Regions from separate parts of the Sus scrofa genome. Here all the other regions are linked to region 3. The links are chromatin contacts, called in public Hi-C and HiChIP or PLAC-seq maps. All regions are on one chromosome and are shown on one strand. Each heading gives the region's core, a stretch centred on a gene start, on an enhancer-like site or on the middle of the called end of the contact. The rest is flanking DNA. Distances are from core to core; before and after follow the strand shown.

Region 1 (4,369 bases), core at 675-3,174, 71 kb after region 3:
CATGCAGAACTGGTGGTTCCTGCTTCAGCCCCGGGACCCTGACCTTCCCGGTGGGTCACATCAAGCCTCCCCACTTGCTGGGCACACCCCCGCCCCCCCCCCGGCCCCAAACCTCATGCTCGCCACCTGTGCCACCTGAACCTCAGGCGGCCCATCGCCTGCTGACAACTTCTTCCAGCAGGTTCTCTAGGTCTGACCACGCCTTTCTCAGACTCAGGAAGGCGGCAGGGTGTCAGCGGGGGTCTGTGAACTGCAGGCTGCCGACTGTTTGGTAAACAAAGTTTTACTGGAACCCAGCCATGCCTTTTGCCGACGCTTTGCTGGTGGCTGCTTTCAAGCTACAGGGCAGCTCTGAGTCGTGGCCAGAGAGGCTGCATAGCTCACACAGCCTGAAGCACTTCGCCCCCTGGCCCTTGATGGAAACTGTATGCACAGCCTGGAAGGGTCCGGGGCAGCGGCTCTGGCCCCAGGAAAGCTTGGGTTCCCTCCAGATCTGCCCACGTACAGGCCATGGGGCGGGCCCCGGGCAAGTCTCCCCACTTCGCTGAGGCTGCCTCCCTTCACCCACTGGTGGGCAGGCCTGGGGAGGGGGAGGATGTGAGGGGACACCCTGCTCTGTCCCCACCTCAGGACTTGGGGAACCCATACCCGGCCACCTCGGAGGAGCTATTCTGTCCTATTTGTGTGAAGTTATTCTTGTCTAAGGATCAGCTCCCTAAAAGCTGGATCCCTATGTACACTCCCAGCCAGGCGCCCCGTTCGGGTGGATGAAACGGCATGTGGAGGTGAGGCCTGGAGGGAGCCTGGTGGCTGAGTTCCCTGCCCCCACCTGTCACAGACAGCTCCGTGCCAAGAACAGCAGGATTAACGTGCTGGAGTTCTCAGGAAGAGGCATTATGTGATAAACCCTGTGTGTGTGTGTGTGTGTGTGTGTGTGTGTGTGTGTGTGTGTGTGTGTGTGGTGGGCTCTGATTAACGACGGCACACATCAAGGCAAATCCAAACACCCGTCAGGAAGATTCCCGGGGGGCAGGCGGCCACAGCCCCATGGAACCAGCCTAATAGCTGCTTAGGGCTTAATCACTTCAAGTGGTAAACCCCCAAGTTTACCAGCTGTTTGTCTGCCTCGAAAATGAATCACTCCTTCACAAATCAAAATGTCAGGATGGCTCTTCCTGAGCTGCTTATTTATCAGAACCGTAGACAGAGGGGTGGGGGAGTGTGCTAACAGGGCTGCGCCTCAGCCTTTTACGCTGACAACGCCCCAGCCCAAACAGACGAATGATGTGGCTGTCACTGGCCCCTTCTCCCGAGACACACGTCTTTTCTCTCGCTTTTTTTAAAGCCCTGGTTTGTTACTGTGAGACTCGCTGGGTGGAGTGTGCAGCAGAGAAGATGCTGAGATTGCAGTCAGGGTACTAAGGGTTCTTCATTTGGGGAACAGACCAGAGGTCAAGCCACAGACTGACAAAAAAATACAGTGCACCTCCTGCAGGTGCTCAGAGTTAAATAGGAAAAAAAAAAAAAAATCCCCAACCGCCGATACCACCTGTTGGCGGGTCCAGCTCAGCAGAGGCAACTGAAAGCATCTTTCCCTCCCCTGCGGCCCTCCCAAATCCACCTCCCTTCTTTCCATGGCACAAGGACCAGAAAGGCTCGGCAATGTTTCTGGTTTGCTTTTTAGCAAGGTGTCCAGATTCCCCTTGCAATTTCATGGGGCTCCTTCCCACATGGAGGGGGCAACACTTTGAGAGCCGGTGTGACCCATCGGGGGGCTGGGGGGCCCCGGCAGAAAACTCAGGACCAGCGCCTGCAGCCGGAAGCCTCCCCTGCTCTTGCTTCACCCCTGGAAGCCAGTTCCTGATGAGCTGGCTCTGGCAGAGGCGCCAAGGGGCTTTCTGGGCGTGAGTCAAACATGCACGGGCTGCCAAGTCCTTGCAAATGCGCAGATGTGCCAGAGATCACGGGACAAGGGCACAGGCAGACGGCCTCCCTGAGAGCTTGCCCAGCAGATAAAATTCCTGGCCCTCCCTGAGGATGTCTCAAGAACAGCCTGCGGAACGCATATCAAAGGCCGTATGGATTTTCACACCAGCCGGCTGATTCCGCATCTAGAAATTTACGCTGCTGAGGGGGCCGTGGCAGGAACTGCTCGGGCGATGAAAGCACGGGGGTGTGACAGGGAACGGGAGCCCCTACCCATGCGGCAGCTGGATGCGGAAGATGGTCAAACACGCTGCTGGTGGAAAGGATTACGTAAGGGGGAAACGCTCAAGACACAGTAAATGAGAGAAGGTTAGAAGAAGCATGTCCCATGGCAGAAAAAAAAAAAAGAGAAAAGCAAAACCAAACCAAATCCCGCTTCTGCCTTCCTCCTTGCATGGGGAGCAGACTGGAGGGGTTCAAGCCGAAGTCGTGGCAGAAGCGGGTGGTTTATGCTGAGCTTTCATTTGTTGTGCTTGTCCGAATTTTCCAAGACTCCCCCTCTGAATGTTATTTTAAACCAGGGAAAGGATGGAGGATGAAGAAGGCATCCAGCTGTCTGGGAGCTGGACAGGCCAGAGCCGGAGGCCCTAACAGCCCCGGGACCGGCTCCGGACTCCAAAGCGCTCTCCCCGGCTCTCGCTAAGGGCCTCCCCGGGCTGGCCAGGCATGAGGCTCCCAGCAGGTGGACCTGGGCCAGCGGGGACAGGCATCCCCTGCTTTCCAGGAGTCCGGGCTCCACAGGGTCAGGCCGGGGTCTTCCTGCTGCCCTCTGGCCCCTTTCTGACAGTTACTCTGGGAAGATGAACTCAAGAGTAACTCTCTGGCATGTGTCGAGCACAAAAATACCACCAAAAGGTCAGCCTTCTATTTTAGACCCATTGAGAGAGGGAGTGCTGAGCTGGGAGTCGGAACCCCAAGGGCGCGACCGAGCTCTGCCCACGGGGCCTTTTCACCTTGGACAAGCCCCCCCTCCTTCAGGGGCCTCTGGGTCTTTTCGTGAAACACAATACAGTTGGTGAGGATCTCCCGGCTTAAACGGTGGGTAGTTTTCTCTTTACCCATAAACCTGAACTTGACCTGAAGCCCACGACCTCCCTGGGAGGCAGGCAAAGGAGAGGACCCGGAAAAGTGCACCCTGGACATATGTGCTGGGCACCTATAACATTGTACGTGGAACACCCACTAAAGCTTTCCCCGTGAGGACAGGTGGCCATGGGAGGCAGGGGCCAGGGCCAGCCAGTTGCAGCCCAGAGGCCTGCAGATGTGTTGCAGTTATTTATTTCTGTGGCCACGGAAGTTCCTGGGCCAGGGATCACACCTGCACCATAGCAGTGACCCGAGCCACAGCAGTGACAACATCAGATCCTTAACCTGCTGAGCCGCCAGGGAACTCCAGATGTGCTTTGCTTTGCTCACACTGTTTGCTTGTTTTAGGCACCACCATCCACACCCCAGGAGATTCTACATATGAGTCTGGATTTCTGGCTTCTTATAAAACAGGAAGAGCTGGAGTTCTCATTGTGGCTCAGTGGTTAATGAATCTGACTGGGAACCACGAGGTTGTGGGTTTGATCCCTGGCCTTGCTCAGGGGGTTAAAGATTCGGCATTGCCATGAGCTGCGGTGTAGGTTGCAGACGCGGCTCGGATCCCGTGTTGCTGTGGCTCTGGTGCAGGCTGGCGGCCACAGCTCTGATTCAGCCCCTAGCCTGGGAACCTCCATATGCCTAGAAAAGGCAAGAAAAAAAGACAAAAAATAAAAAAATAAAACAAAAAAATAAAACAGAGCTGGTATCACTGGGCCCCATCCCCACGTGGCAGCGACTGGAGGTGGGGAGGGAGCTGGTTCCTTCTCTTCCCCAACTTGACTTGCCTGCTGCTCGCAGGCATTTCAGTTAATCAGCTCTGCTATTTATCCTGGGATTTTCGGTCAAATCCACAGGACCTGGGGATGTTCCAACCCCCAGGGACCTCTCAACAGCTCCCTCCTCGGACCCTACCTCTCACCTCCCCAGTCAGTGGGGGTGGGGGGAGGGCCTGACGATGGGGCCATCTGCCTCCAGCAGCTCAGGTAGGTCTCAGACTGTGTGACAAGAGCTGCTGCTCTTGGCCTAAGCGGGGCCGTTCCCTTGGCCTGAAATTCCCTTCTGCCTCTTTTCTGTCTTCACAAATCCCTCCCCTGTCCTCTGAGGCTCACACAGCTCAGGGCCAGCTTGGGCAAGAGTGTCTGCAGCCGGTGGGGTTTAACTGTTCTTTCCCTTGTGCTTGCTCAGCCTGCCCTGTGCAGCCTTGGGGCCTCATCAGCCCAAGGAAGGCATGTGCCCAAGTAGGGCATAGAAACTTGACTGCAAAGATGCTTCGCTGTTTTGGGCAACAACTGTCATT
Region 2 (4,459 bases), core at 1,641-4,140, 67 kb before region 3:
CAGCAGTTAGCAAACCCGACTAGCATCCATGATGACGCAGGTTCAATCCCTGGCTTCGCTCAATGGGTTAAGGATCCGGCATTGCTGTGAGCTGTGGTGTAGGTCACAGATGTGGCTCGGATCCTGCGTGGCTGTGGCTGTGGCATAGACGGGCGGCTGCAGCTCTGATTGGATTCCTAGCCTGGGAACCTCCATATGCAGCACCTGCGGCCCTAAAAAGACAGAAAGGCACCCCCCCCAAAAAAAACCGAAAAAACAAAGACCTGAGCCCTCTGCTCCCGAAATTAGACAATCTGGTTACTAGTCCGGTTCATTCTACCCATGCCCTCTCCCCATCCCCACACCCCCAAAGTCTCTCTTGACTATCCCCCCCACCTTCCCACCACACCCCTCCCTTCCCACAGGCCTTCATCCCCTGACTGCCCGGGCCTGGATCAGCGGTCCCTTTTCTGCACGCATGGCGCACGCATACAACGCAGCGGTGTGTTTTAGGGGCTTATTATTCTGACTCCCTACATGAAGGCAGTGACTAACAAGTCAACCAAGCCCTGGTATTCATCAGCAAGAGGAAATGGCCAGGCCCAGGTATGCATCCAGGCCAGTGGGTAAATCAGATGGGTTCACCAACATGCAATGCCCACTAAGGTACCTACCAGTGCCAACCATATGCCAGGGCTGGGGCCTGATACAGGAGACAGTCCCAGACAAGAGCACTGCCGAGGAGCCAAGACACCAAACAGCCAAAGGCCGGCACCCTTTTCCTATAAAGGGCCAGATACTAAATACTTCAGGCTTTGCAGGTCATAGGGTCTCTGTCTCAACTATTCAAGCCTGCAGCTGTAACAGGAAACAGCCCCAGACAGTATCTAAACGACTGTGTTCCAATAAAACTTTATGGAGACTGATATTTGAGTTTCATACGCTTTCCCACGTGAAATCATCTGTTTTTTTTTCAACCATTTGAAAATGGGTAGGCATTCCCCTTGTGGCTCAGTGGTAACAAACCCAACTAGAATCCATGAGGATGCTGGTTCGATCCCTGGCCCCACTCAGAGGGCTAAGCCCTCTGCAGTGCCATGAGCTGTGGGTGTAGGTGGCAGATGTGGCTCCGATCTGGCATTGCTAGGGCTGTGGCGAAGGCCTGCAGCTTCAGCTTGATTCGACCCTTAGCCTGGGAACTATGCTGCAGGTTCTGCCCTAAAAAGACCAGGGGGGAGAAAAAAAAGAAAGAAAGAAAAAAAGAAAAGAAAAAAGAAAGGCAAAATAGAAAAGGTAAAAGACATTTTTAGCTCCTAGGCCGTGCAAAGAGAGATGAGGGCTGGTCATTTGCCTACCTTGGGCTAGGCTAACACTGCAATCAATGGAGGGCAGACAGAGGGGGAGGCTGAGGGCGAGGGAGGGGTGGGCGACACGTGCGCAGGCGCACTGCATAGCAAAAAACAATGGTCACAATTTTTTGAACCCTATGAGCTAGGAGCTATGTTAAGGCCATTTTTAAAAAATGTACTGAATCCACACATAGGCAGGAATTTCCCCTTTGGAAAGAGGTCCAGAAAGATTAAGCGAAGTGCTCCAGGGAGCTCAGTCAGAAAGGGTCAGGGGCGGGAAGCTCAACCTCCTGCTGAGAATAGGGGTCAGAAAGACAGTCCCCACCCTGCCGTAGTCTGGCTCAGTATTTCTCAAAGTGTGACCCCCCAGGCCAGTGGCGCCCATAGGCCCTGGGAGCTGGTTAGAAATGCAAATTCTCAGCCCCACCCAGATCTACAGTCTCTGAAACTCTGAGGCTGGCGCCCAGTCATCAAAGGTTTTAACAAGCCCTCAGGGTAAGTTTGCGCACCACTGGTTTAAAAGGAAACGGCAGGGGAGTTCCCGTCGTGGCTCAGCGGAAACAAATCCAACTAGGAATCTTGAGGTTTAGGAACCATGAGGTTGAGGTTCAATCCCCCCGACCTTGCTAACTGGATTAAGGTGCCGGTGTTGCCGTGAGCTACGCAGCTCGGATCCGGCGTGGCTGTGGCTGTGGCCAGCAGCTGTAGCTCCCAATAGACCCCTAGCCTGGGAACTTCCATATGCCTCAGGGGCAGCCCTAAAAAGGATGGATAAATAAATAAACAAATAAAGGAAACAGTGAACTAAGGCTCAAGACAGCTCCATGAAGGAGGGGTACAACAGGACTCCTCATTCCTGGGGTTCAGGAGAGCTTCCTTAATCAAGGTACACTCTGAGTCCAGACCTTAAGGATGAACACAAGTTCCCCACTGTGATTATTCCAAAATGTGACAGGGGTGGGAGGAGGAGGAATCACCCCTAGGGAGGGGAGTGTTGTTACAAACACAGATGCAGGGCTCGTGGCGTCCAAGAAAGACCTGTAATTTACTTTGAACGGGGCAGCAGGTGATGCTTATCATCAGAACAGCTTGGGTGGCGCTTAGCTGGAGAAGAGCAGGAAGGAAGGGTATTCAGGCGGGGGACCAGCGAGGTAAAGACCAGGCCCCGCCCTTGGGCGGTACAAACCGAGAGGGTCATCCGCGGGTTCGAACCCGGCCATTACCTGGCACGAGGCAAGGCCGCCCACGCGGCACCCGTTCCAGGCCGCGCACCGAGAAGGCCCCGCTCGGGTCCCGCAGCCGCGCCTCACCGCCGCCCGCCGTCTCCACCGTGCCCTGCATCCACACGGCCGCCAGCTCCAGCGGTTCGCGCCCCGCCGCCGCCCGCGACAGCCGCCACGCTCCCGGGCCGCCCTCCGCGTCGCGCCGCAGCTGCTCCGCCAGCACCTTGAGCGGCGGCGACCGCGGCAGCCTCACGGCCCCAGGGCCGCCGCCGGAAGACGAGTCCGTGGACGCCGCTGCCGCCATTCTGCCCCGCCGCTTTCCCGCCAACTTTGATAGCGCCTGATCCGCGGCCACCAATCAGGGGCGCGCAGCCGGGGCCGACCAATGAGCGGCGCCGAGGGGCGGGGCCACCAGACCGCGCGGCCCCCAGAGTGCGCATGCGTATGTAAAGTAAATAAACGCCCCCAAGCCGGGAACGAATGGATGAAATGAATTAGAAGAGAAAAAAAATGAATGAAGGAGAAGTAAAGAACTCCTTGTTTCCACGCACCTCAAAATTAGGCATGCACGCAAGTCACCTGGAGAATGTGAGTATTCATCTTTACATCGCCTAGCATAGAGCGGTTCTCTGGGGCCAAAAAATACTAGAAAATACTGAAATGAATAGTTGCCATGATGAGGCATGTTTATTGAGAGGAATCGAGAATTGAGTTGAGAGATAAGGCTGTATGAGTTTTTAAATATATATGTTTATTTATATTTTTATACACAAATATTGTTTTGTATAGTGCTTTTACTTAATAATAAACATCTTCCCATATCAGCAACTATCTCTCTGCTTCCTCTTGACTGACTGCATAAGATTCTGTTTGTCTCATCATCTGCTTGTCTGCATGAGGTTCTATTTGTCCCTAGAATATCTAACCAATCAGTATTCTATAGGTGGACATTAGGCTATTTCCAATTTTTCACTTTATAAATCACTAATAGGATTTAGTGATTTTTACAGCTAAATCTTTCTGCACATGTTTCAAAATTACTTCCTAAAAAATTGCATGGTCCCAATCAGCAAAATCCACAACCTAAACCAAGCAATCTTTTAAATCAAGACCAGTTGTCAGGAGACTGTCCTCCCTAGGCCTCTAGCAATACCAGATTTACAGAGAGTATTCAGTAAGAGCTCAGTTTTTAAAACAGCCAAGACATAATTAAGCTCGGCTCTGTCCTAAGAGCTTTGTCATGAGAAACCCATGTACCCCCCTCAACACACCCTATAAGGACTGTTCTACAAAGGTGGGGAAACAGGCTCACAGAAGCTGGTGGCTTGCCAGTCCCTCTGGCAGTAGCCTCTGTGGGGTCCTGGCCTCTATATCTCAGCCCTAAGTTTAAGGTAACCAGGCTCCTAACTTGAAAAGAAGCAAGGGTTTTAACCAAGAGAGAATCCCACCCCTTCAAGCCTGGTGGGTCATCACTGGCCTTCTCTAAGGCCTCTGAAGGTCAGGAAAGCGATGGGGAAGGGAGCTGGAGTAAAGGCCTGGGAATTTCCCACCATTCTCTTGGCCTTCAGATCCTCCAACTCCATGATGTGTTGCTGGCAGAGTGAACTTTCCAAAACACACGTCTGAACACATCAGTGCCCAGCTTATAACCTGAAGGTGTAATCCCAGCATCTGGAATGTGAGCATTCCAGGTAGAGAGAAATGTACTAGAAGGGCCCAGAGAGAAGGGAGCACAACACACTGAGCCAACTGCCAGGATTTCAGAAGAGCTGGGACACAGAGTACAAACCCAGGAGTGGGAACAGACGAGGCTGTACTTGCATAAGCCCATTTCTTATCCCCATTTGACAGATAATGAAACTGAAGTTCAGGGCAATGACAAGCCTGAGGCCCCATGATGAGTGAGGG
Region 3 (5,019 bases), core at 1,859-4,358:
CTGCCCCTTCTGAGTTGTGTGCCCCTGGGCAAGTGGCTCCCTCTCTAAGCCTAGTTTCCCTATCTGTACAATGGGCAGATTGGATGTTGTACCAATCCAGGGTCTAAGGACTCTAAAGCACTGAGTACACAGTTTAGGCCAATGCTAAATGGATATCGGTAAACAAAGTGAAGGCGGGGCGCCATGGGGATGGATGGGAGTGTGGCGGCAAGTGGAGGACCAAGGGGAGGAGGCCCGAGTCTCCGGAAAAAGAGGTAGGAGTCACCTGGGCTGTCGATGGGGGGGGGGGCACGTGGGCCACCAGCTATTTATACATCTCCCTCTGCCCAGAGGCCTGCCAAGTAGACTGCTGGCAGGAAGACAAGTCATACAGGAGCCAGCCCAGCCTGGCTGCCTTCTCTGGGACTGGACCACCCACCCCCAGCTCAAAGGGAGAAGGAGGTGCTATGCCTCCCCACTGCCAGCATCCAGGGGCCATGAAACTCTCCTTCTACTCCCCCATGCCTTCTATGGCCTGCTCTCCTTGGGCTAGGGCTTCTAAAATAAAGCCAAATGTCTGTGGCTCCAATACGCTGCCACAGCCACAGCCAGCCGCTGATGGACAATAACAGCAACAGCAAACACCTCCTGAATGCTTATTATACACCAGGGGTTGTTCAAAGCACCTGACCCATTAGCACTCATTTAATCCCTGTACTTGGAGGGAGACAATATCATGACCTTCTTCATAGATGGAGACACCAAAGCAAAGGAGTTAATTACATGCTCAGGATCACAAGGACAGAAAGTTGCATAGTTGTAATTGGAAACCAGCTAGCCTGGGTCCAAAGTCCAGCTTTGAACCATTACTTTATATTTTGTCACTTACCACAAGGCGGCCCCATGCAGCTGGTCCTGAATGACCACAGCACCTGACCACTGGCACATGCATGGCTCTGCATCTTCTCACTCCCTTGCACCCAAGTGCACGTTCACACACACAACCCAGGGCACACACACACACACAACCACATCAATGACCAACACCAGCTGCTGTGAACATGAATTCAGGGAGCCAAGGGGGTTCTAAGCAAGCTGGTCCTGGGCCATCCCCTTGTGTTCACGAGGAAACACAGGGGGGCTGGGTTCAGGGATGACAAGCGCCGAGGCTGGAGGACCTGCCACCAGGGCTCCAAGCAGAGGAGCGAGCTGGGCTGCAGCCTGAGAGCTGCCTGTAGAGGGCAGTGTGCAGCCAGGGTCGGCCAAGCCTGGTGTCCTCCGCGTGATGCCTCCTGGCTCTGAGACGCACCACCCACCAGCCTCAAAGCTCATTCGCTCTTTCTTTCATTCAAAAATACAAATAGCAGCCAGGCACCTATTCCGTGCCTTTCCAGGACAAACAGGATCACACACAAATGTACGAATCACAACTGGTACCCCGTCATCCCAAAGCCGAGGTGCGAGTGTGGGAAGGGAGCAGACGCGAGCAGTGGGGAGGCAACAGTAAAGTAGACGAGGGGGAAGAGGAGGGCTGGCCAGGAAAACTCACAGCAGGTTTTTGGAATTAACACATCTGAAAATGAACCGTTTTTTCACTGGGCTCCAGAGTGCCTAGCTGCTCCTCTCCCCGAAATAAAAGCAAGGAGGGCGTGCCTCCTTCGGAGCTCCCCCTCCACCAGTCACTGAGCCTCAGTTTCTCCGGCTGCGGCGTAGTAGAGCGCCGGCCAAGGCCACCGGCAACCGACCTTGCCCGGCCCCGCCCGGTTTCCGAGGAACTGTGTGAGCAGCGAAGGCGCCCCTCCCGCGCCGCCGAAGGGTTCCTCCGAAGCCTGTGGTCAGATCGTCGCTTCCTGGGAAGCCCAAGCCAAAACTGGGGACAGCAACAGGCAGGGAGGGGCGCAGAAGCAGCCATCTAGAGGCTCCGGCACTACGGGGCAGAGCAATGGCGAAAGCAGTCCGGAGGGGTCCCAAACGAGACCCCAAGGGCGGGTGGAGGTGTCTGGCTCCAGAGTAGAGGACCCAGATCTAGCCAAGGTGGGTGATGAGACACCTGATGGGGCAGAAGAATGTGCTAGGGTCAGTCCAAAGTATCCTTAAGGGGTTGGCTGCAGAAATCTGCGACCGAGAGCAGTGGCGGGGGCGGGGGAAGCTGGGCCACTAGGTCCGAAGGGGCGTCTGAGAACTGCCCAGGGAGCTCAGGGATGGGGCTGGAGACCTGAATAGAGGGGTCCTAGGACAGGTGCGAGGCTAGATCAGGACAGGGGGCCTCCCGGGGAAAGGTTCCCGGATTTGTGGCAAAGGTCGAGCGAGCCTGGCCTCCGAGGCGCGCACAAAAAGAAACCGAAAGTGGCGCGGAAGGGCGGGCCTGTAGTGGGGGGGGGGGTGTAGCCGTAGGGGGCGGGGCCTTCACTGACCACACCTCCAAGCCAGTTTAAAAGACTGGTGCAGGGGCGGGCGCGGAGCAGAGCGAGCTGCGGCCGTGGCAGCTGCACGGCTCCCGGCCCCGGAGCATGCACGAGAGCCGCCCCGGAGACCCCCGCCGCCCCGCCCGCGGCGCCCCGCGCCCCGCCGCCAGGTGAGCCCGGCACTGGGCAAGAAAGCGGGAGGGAAAGGGGAGGACGGCACAGGACAGCCAGGTTGCCAGGGCGGCCTCGGGCGCTGCGTGGTGGGGTCGCGGCCGCCACGCCCCTAGCCCCGGCTGGCTCCACCCTGGCAGACCCCCGCGCTTGGGGGTTCCCGCAACGCAGCTTTTCTGCCTTTGCGCAAATCTCGGAGTCGAGGCGCCAATCCCCGGCCTGGCCAGCAGGCGGCGGCCGTAGGGCGGCGAATGGGGAGCCGAGTGGCCGGAGTTGGGGCTGGTTTCTCCAAAGCACCTCTCTCCACGCCCCCCTCTCTTAACCAAACTTTGAGCGACTCCGAGCCCCACCGAGCTCCCAGCCGCGTGGAAGTACTCTGCGGACGGGGAAGCCCATTTTCTAGATGAGACCACTGAGGCTCAAAGGGCCGCCCCGACCTGGTCTTGCGCCCTCGACCCATTAGAAACGGATCCCCACCCCTCCTAAGTTGCCTCGCGGGTTCTCACCTGCCCAGCCCCACCCAGACTCCCCGCTCACTGACTGTCTCCCCCATCAGCGCACCCCCGGACGCTATGGCCCACCCCTCCGGCCGACCCCGCGTGTAGGATGGTAGCACACAACCAGGTGGCAGCCGACAATGCAATCTCCACGGCAGCAGAGCCCCGACGGCGGCCAGAGCATTCCTCCTCCTCCTCCTCCTCTTCATCTTCATCCTCCTCCTCCTCCTCACCCGGGGTCCCGGCGCGCCCGCGGCCCTGCCCGGCGGCCCCGGCTCCAGCCCCGGGCGACACGCACTTCCGCACGTTCCGCTCGCACGCCGACTACCGGCGCATCACCCGCGCCAGCGCGCTCCTCGACGCCTGCGGCTTCTACTGGGGGCCTCTGAGCGTGCACGGGGCGCACGAGCGGCTGCGCGCCGAGCCCGTGGGCACCTTCCTGGTGCGCGACAGCCGCCAGCGGAACTGCTTCTTCGCCCTCAGTGTGAAGATGGCTTCGGGCCCCACAAGCATCCGCGTGCACTTCCAGGCCGGCCGCTTCCACCTGGACGGCAGCCGCGAGAGCTTCGACTGCCTCTTCGAGCTGCTGGAGCACTACGTGGCGGCGCCGCGCCGCATGCTGGGGGCCCCGCTGCGCCAGCGCCGCGTGCGGCCGCTGCAGGAGCTGTGCCGCCAGCGCATTGTGGCTACCGTGGGCCGCGAGAACCTGGCGCGCATCCCCCTCAACCCCGTCCTCCGCGATTACTTGAGCTCCTTCCCCTTCCAGATATGATCGGCCGCGCCCGCCCTGCACGGAGCATTAACTGGGGCGCCTTATTATTTTCTATTATTAATTATTATTTCCTTGGAACCATGTGGGTTGGAGGGAGCGAGTGTGGGGGCGAGGCGCCTCCCGCCCTCGGCTGGAGACCCCTCCCGTAGACCCCTCCCCACCTCTTGTGGGGGTGCCCCCTCTTGGTGCTCCCTCTGGGTCCCCCTGGTTGTCCCCCTGGTAGTAGCTTAACTTAACTATCTGGGGCCAGGACCTGAACTCAGTACCTCCTACCTCTTCATGTTTACATATACCCAGTATCTTTGCACAAACCAGGGGTTGGGGGAGGGTCTCTGGCTTTATTTTTCTGCTGTGCAGAATCCTATTTTATATTTTTTACCACCAGTTTAGGTAATAAACTTTATTATGAAAGTTTTTTTTTTTTTTAAGAAAAAAGGTTTCTAGAGCGTGTGCTTTGGTCAAAGGTTTTCCATGATTCTGAGCGGGTCCCCGGGGTCCTAAGACTGACCTGTTCAGCTTGGCCAAAGGCCGTGTGGGGCCCAAGTTCTGGCTGGGAGCCCTGCATGGCTCTACCCACAGTGCTCAAGGGGAGAGGAACAGTTTGTCTAGTTTTGGTCTTGTCTCTGGTAACATGGCAGCTCGAGTTTGAGCACTTAATGTGTGCCAAGCCCTATTCTGTGCTTCACATGCTTAAATTGACTTAATCTATAAAGACAACCCTATGAAGCAAGGCTCTAATCCCCATCTTACAGAAGAGAACACTGAGGCATTTTAAATTTGCCTGTGGTCATCCCTATGGCCTTTTTTGGCTGTCCTCCCAGAAATCTGAAATGGATGACAGAGAGGAAACTTCTTTCATTCTATGACCACAACTTCTTCCAGGAAGAGGGTGGGGGTGGGGGCTCGATGAGTTTTTGGAAGGAGTGGCACATTCTGAAACTCAGTATCTAGGGAGACATAGTTTAAATGGGATGGGGATTCAGTGCTGGGTCTGACTTCCTTCTTCCCGCTCTCTTCTAACTCATGTACTTTTTGGTGAACACACAACTTGGAGCCAGAAAGACGCTTTGTGGTCTGTGGTGGAAGGAGGGCCCTTTTGGCGGCTTTGGGCAATTCCCTTTGCCTCTCGGGGCCTCAGTGACTACCTCTAAAATGGGCTGGCTGGAAGAGGTGCTTTGCTGTAACCCTCAGCAGC

The links. Hi-C and Micro-C count contacts between places; a contact is called where the count stands out from the background. HiChIP or PLAC-seq counts read pairs in DNA pulled down with a chosen protein or histone mark.
Region 1: a contact with region 3 is called in an H3K27ac HiChIP or PLAC-seq map of skeletal muscle. The contact joins the enhancer-like site here to the promoter of SOCS1 in region 3. A contact is called at or near these places in 2 of 5 promoter capture datasets (fetal liver and liver), 3 of 47 Hi-C or Micro-C datasets (embryonic fibroblasts, liver and skeletal muscle) and 2 of 2 datasets of contacts at active chromatin or transcription factors (alveolar macrophages and skeletal muscle).
Region 2: a Hi-C map of embryonic fibroblasts shows a contact between it and region 3, with 4 times the contacts expected there. The contact joins the promoter of RMI2 here to the promoter of SOCS1 in region 3. A contact is called at or near these places in 3 of 5 promoter capture datasets (fetal liver, fetal skeletal muscle and liver), 24 of 47 Hi-C or Micro-C datasets (adipose tissue, alveolar macrophages, blood and 14 more) and 2 of 2 datasets of contacts at active chromatin or transcription factors (alveolar macrophages and skeletal muscle).

The regions. Positions count from the first base shown.
Region 1 is chr3:31,951,372-31,955,740 of Sscrofa11.1, forward strand. The region is part of intron 23 of CLEC16A (protein CLEC16A); the gene reads right to left. Among named protein-coding and RNA genes, the nearest start is that of SOCS1, 72 kb to the left of the region's middle. Within about 2 kb of position 1,925, at least 39 of the 83 cell types and tissues checked have an H3K27ac peak or open chromatin away from gene starts, as enhancers often do. A contact at or near this core is called in alveolar macrophages, embryonic fibroblasts, liver and 1 more, where this site is marked.
Region 2 is chr3:31,811,979-31,816,437 of Sscrofa11.1, forward strand. RMI2 (recQ-mediated genome instability protein 2) reads right to left here and starts at 2,891. Exons shown (of 2, transcript XM_003124595.4): 1 at 2,552-2,891. The coding sequence starts at 2,855.
Region 3 is chr3:31,878,783-31,883,801 of Sscrofa11.1, forward strand. SOCS1 (suppressor of cytokine signaling 1) reads left to right here and starts at 3,109. Exons shown (of 1, transcript NM_001204768.1): 1 at 3,109-3,940. The coding sequence starts at 3,162. The coding sequence ends at 3,824.